2 separate regions of the Triticum aestivum genome follow, and region 1 is linked to region 2. The links are chromatin contacts, called in public Hi-C maps. All regions are on one chromosome and are shown on one strand. The core of a region is the stretch at or near the end of the contact, and the rest is flanking DNA. Distances in the headings are between cores, read along the strand shown. Region 1 holds the start of LOC123135857 (histone deacetylase complex subunit SAP18). Region 2 holds the start of LOC123135854 (UTP:RNA uridylyltransferase 1).

Region 1 (2,700 bases), core at 165-2,664, 710 kb after region 2:
CTGCCGGGTGGCTTTGGTGTGTCACAGGCACTAGCAAAGTAGCCATTCGCCGCCGCCCGCCACTGCCATTTGCAGTAGCACCATTATTGTAGAAAAATTGTTGCGGGAAACTAGGCTTGAGGAGATGGCCACGCCGGTGCTCCCCCGGGACGGTAGATGCGGATCGTGGTCTTGTTCCAGATGCATCGGCGGAGGCACTTGCGCAAGACAAGATATATATATATATATATATATATATACATATATATATATATATATATATATATATATATGGACAAATGTTTCCTACAAGCAGTGGTAGTTACCGTCGAAACCGAAAGTATGTATGTGTAGTATGTAGTATATAACAATGATTAGGTAGTATATATACTAACTTTTAGGTAGTATGTACCATTTTTTGAGTATGCTCTTTTTTACATACAAATATGTACGTACTTCATAAATATAACAAAAACTATGGGCTCATATGCAATTTTTTCATGTAACTTGCTTTGAAATAGCTTAGATATAGTATATGAACATATTTTAAAATAATAAATTAGTATATATAATATCATATGGTAGTATATGAGACATGTGGGGTAACTACCACCGGGTGGTAGGATGGATTTTCCCTATATATATATATAGATATATATATAGAGAGAGAGAGAGAGGAGGGGCATGTCCGATGGATGGAGGCTTCGCACATCAGCATGCCTACCGGCGACGAGGCGTGGGTTGGGGATGGGTCGGAGGGGATGAATTGGATGAAGACCAGGGAAGAAGAAAAAGTGGCGCACGAGATGGACGAGGAGATAAGGTTGAGAAAGAGGAGGGGATAAGCTTGGTGTACTCACAGTGCCACGTGTAGCGCAAACAAGGTGGTGGACACGGACTGTGTTTTCAACCGGTTGAACCATAGTATTTCCCCCTTTTGTAATGTGTTTTGACAAAAAAAACCTGCTACCCTTTATAATGTTGCTCCCACATTGATCAAATTCTAAATCCTGCACTGCATGTAAGACAAGTAGAAAACCCCGTGAGGCCTAACCTGTTTTTAGAAATCTTAACGAATCATGGTGTAGGAATGCAAACCATAGAGAATTGCATGGTATTCGTTCGACTTTCCCCAATAAATAAATCCTTGAATTGGTTTTTACATAATTACTTTAAATCCAAAGATCACCTCTACAATGAAAAAAAGAGAGGCAAGGCCAAGTAGTAGTAGTATGATTTAGGAAGAATGCAAAAGCAAAGATGGAGATGAAAAGTGTGTCAACCTTAGGAGATCCTCAACCGTTGGCCCCCTGAGCGAGCGGTCTAGATGTACCACCGTGATAACTTCTGCAAAGCACCTTATAAAACAACGATTTCGTGGTTGGGTAAGAATTTCCGTCAAAGCAAAGGGTGCAAACCACAAAAGTTTAGGGTTTCTTCAGAGACATCCACGCTGCGGACTCCCCCCCCCCCCCCCCCCCCAACCTTCATCCACACCCACCACCCCGTGAAGAATCCGGCGGCGGACGGCGGACGGCGAGCGGCGAGCGGCGAGAGGCAGCGGAGCAGGTCAGCGCGGCTTCCTTGGTCTCTCGTTCTCTCTTGGCTTAAGAAAGGTTGGTGGATTGACGCGTCTCTTTGGTTCGTGTCGCATCGATCTCGGCAGAGTCAGTCAGAGCAGGGCGGCGGATTCGAGCTTTCCGAGGAGGGAGATGGCAGGCATGGGCGATATGCAGATGAGGCCGCGGCCGGGCCCGCCGATGCACCGCGGCCCGCCTCCCATGGCGCGGCCCCGCCCCCAACCCATCGACCGCGAGAAGGTCAGCCAGGCCTCCGCAACCCTAACGATTTTACATGTTATACTAGCTAGTGTGCAGACATATACTAGTGTCCACATCAGCAGCGCTATTCTTAGTAGGTTTGCTAGGTTTTGAAATTAGAGGATTGCGAGGACTGATCGATTGAATTCTTCTTGTGCAGACCTGCCCTCTCCTGCTCCGGGTTTTCACCAAGGTAAGGCCCAATGATCTCTTTTCTTCTACTCTTTCTTGTTCCTTTTAGACTTTTAGTGCACCTACAGCGCATTATGATATCCTCAATTCGCTTGGATCGTGCAATATTTGATTGGATCTTCTGGTGCATGGGTGGTCGGTGGTGAAGTAATCTGAAACGTATGGTCCTGTCTGAATGATGCTACCAAAACACGACCCATTACCATTGTGCTCACGTTGTTGCATTTTTTAAGGATGTATAAGCTCTGTTCCCGGATGGTGCTGTGTAGATCAGTTCGCCCGTATGGCACCTGTAGTTGAGCAGCACTTGACTAGGAGGTGTTTAACTAGCATGACTCGGTAATACAGCAGAGGATCCCAAAACTTGTTTGTCAGAATGTTGGTTTGTTTGATAGGCCTTACAGTTTTAATTTCAACATGAAACCTGGCTAATCAGGGGCCAAAAGGCGTGTAAACATAGCTAGACCCATTTATCCGTAATTGAACATATAAATCACACATTTTGGATGTCGTAATTATTAAATCTTGACAAAATTTTGTGAAGGCCATCAGCAGTTCAGCGCTAACCTATTTATCATGGCTGACATACATGCAGTTTGCAGATTCCATTATTTTCGAGCATTCTAAGTCACTACATGTCATACAATTTTTCAACCTGACAATTTATACACCACATATGTTCATTGCTCAAGGGGTATCTGTTGGTGTT
Region 2 (2,700 bases), core at 191-2,690:
AGTGAATTTTTACAACAGAATTTACAAATTACAAAACTCATGCTTTTTTTAAAAGGAACACGAAGCTCCATGTAGTGAAGGCTTGATTACCTCCACGCTGTCGAAATTATCGCCGCGCAGGATCTCCGCGAGCCGCAGAAGGAGCTCCACCTCGCTGCCCGTGCCGATCTTGATTTCGAGGCAGACGTCGACGTCGCTGTGGGAAGTCCCGAAGGAATTGGCGCATGATCCGTAGAGATGCAGCTGGGCGTTGGGCCATTCTTTGCTCACTGACTTGGTTAGGGAGTCTATGAGCTGGCTCTGCTTGGACAGGTGCTCCTCTGATGGCTTGAGGGATTCGTAGATGGAGAGCAGGCCGGAGGCGAAGGTGCCGATGTCATGGCGGCATTCCATCCACCCTGTGTGTGTTCTGATCTGCAGGCGCCGTGATTGGTTCGAATGCGACATGGTGCTCTGCAGAGCGAAGAAAGGTGACCAGTTGAGCTAAAAAAGTTGATTTTGGGGGCAAATCAGATGTGATGGCAGTGTGCAATCGAATTCCATGAGCATTTGAAGAGAAGGATGATTTTTTTGGGGGTTTCCGCACCTCGCTTGACTGCTGGCCGCCGTCACTGTCATGGCGCTCTTGATCACCGGCGATGAGGAGAGAATCCTCCAATTCCTCCCCGAGACGCCGGCCGTCGCCGTCGTCCGGTTCCAGCTGCTCTTCCCCTTCGATGCTGCCTCCAGCCTCGTCTCCGCCTGCGTAGCCTCCGCCCACGCCCCCCTGGTCGTCCAAGTCGCTTCCGCCATTCGCACCCTTCCTCTCCACGGCAACCCACACCTTATTCTCTCTCCGCGCCGCCGCCGCCGCCGCCCGCCTGGCCCCGGCGCGGTCCTCGCCCCCGTTCGCCTTCACGGGGAGGCCCCCGCCCGCCCTCCGCCTATCGGGGCCCGCGCGGCCCCTGGTCCCGGCGAAATCCCCGACCCTCCGCCTCGCCTGGCCGCCCCGGCCGGCGGCGAAGCGGCCCGCATTGCGCGCGGCGCCGGCGGCCGGGTGGACGCGCCGCGCCGGAGGGACTGGGAAAGGGGGCGGCGGCTGCGGCTGCGGAGGGAGCCAGGCGGGGCGCGTGGGGGGCACGATGAAGAGGCGCTCGTCGGGGCTGGCGCCGGGGGGCGGGTCCGGCTGGGCGGGCGCGACGAGGCAGTGCGGCGGGGCGAGGCGGGCGGGAGCGGGGCGCTCGGGCTTGGGGGACGGGAGCAGGAAGCGGAGGAAGGCGGCGTCGGCGAGGGGCCTGGCGTCGCCGCCGGCCATGGCGCGCGGCGCGGCGAGGCGGCTGGGGTGGTGGTGGTTGTGGTGGTTCGCGATTCCCGAGAGCGAGCGAGCGAGCGAGGGAGGCGTGAGGTCGGTCGTGGAGTGTGTCAGTGCGGGAGCGCCTCGCCTCTTCGACGCAGCGTGGGTTGCCGGGTTGCGGGTCAACCCCCTCTCTATCGATGGAAACAGAACCATGTCTATATTTTTACCACAAGATGATAAGTGAAAACATAATGTAAAAAATAGTTTGCATATAGATATTTTTTCCCCAAGAAACACCGAGTACAATGTAGACATACACCATCACACACACACACACACATTCGTACAACGTATACTGGCGGTACCGTAGACCGAACTCACGGGGATCAATGTCGACGATCCTTTCGACGCATCTCACATCGATTCTGTCATTTTTGTGGCAATAATCATTTTTTTGGTGTTGTAATAATGATATAAATCCATCTTAATGAGACACACGTGGCGTCAAGCAGGGGCAGAGCGGGTGGGTGAAATGTAAGGCCCAGGGCCCCAGACCACTCCAAGATTTAAGCTTAGTTATACACACCGATATAGCAGTCGTGAAAAAGAAGTAAGAATAAGAGGGAAAAACCGAGCCTATATATGTCACATGATCTTGGTTGCCCTCTAGACGCGTTACTTTGTTACGCCTAGAGTTTGGCCCCTTATGAACCGTGGATACAATACCTTCGCTAGCCACCCAACAGCCCATTTGTTCTACGCTTTAAAGAGAAGTATGCTTTATGCATTAAGACACTCTATGTAGTTTCTCATATAGGAGTTTATATACATACATATATTAGTATTGACATTTCATCTCTTGGAAACACATACTTGTAGTAGAGGAAAATGCATAACCCATATGTCATGGTTTTCTCAGTGCAAGAAAATCAATACCCAAGTCCTTCCAAAAAACTATGGATGTGTAAGACAATAGGTTTGGGGGAACTGGCTCAACCCTCTAGGGGTGGCCTATCACATATATATAATGAAGGGGTACAACGTTACATCATACGTACACATATACAGAAGCTATACAGTCTAACACCCTCCCTCAATCTTAGCCACTTCCCAAAGAATCTAGAAGGGTAAGATTGCGCCGACAATTCTCAAACTGTGGTAGAGGTAACGGCTTGGTGAAGATGTTCGCAAGTTGATCTTTGGAAGAGATGAACTTGATCTGTAGTTGCTTCTGAGATACCCGTTCCCGTATAAAATGATAGTCCACTTCGATGTGTTTCGTTCGGACATGAAATACCGGATTAGCAGACAGGTATTGAAAGTGTTAGTTATCGACTAGAGGGGGGGGGGTGAATAGGCGATTTTTATCAAAGTCTTCAAAACGTGGAAGTTTCGAAGACAAACAATAGAAATAACCTAATTGA

The links. Hi-C and Micro-C count contacts between places; a contact is called where the count stands out from the background.
Region 1: a Hi-C map of leaf shows a contact between it and region 2, with 6 times the contacts expected there. The contact joins the promoter of LOC123135857 here to the promoter of LOC123135854 in region 2. A contact is called at or near these places in 2 of 5 Hi-C or Micro-C datasets (both in leaf).

The regions. Positions count from the first base shown.
Region 1 is chr6B:71,394,108-71,396,807 of IWGSC CS RefSeq v2.1, forward strand. It overlaps LOC123135857 (histone deacetylase complex subunit SAP18), which reads left to right and starts at 1,415. Exons shown (of 7, transcript XM_044555087.1): 1 at 1,415-1,548; 2 at 1,646-1,799; 3 at 1,960-1,992. The coding sequence starts at 1,692.
Region 2 is chr6B:70,680,520-70,683,219 of IWGSC CS RefSeq v2.1, forward strand. LOC123135854 (UTP:RNA uridylyltransferase 1) reads right to left here and starts at 1,441. Exons shown (of 6, transcript XM_044555085.1): 1 at 587-1,441; 2 at 91-453. The coding sequence starts at 1,294.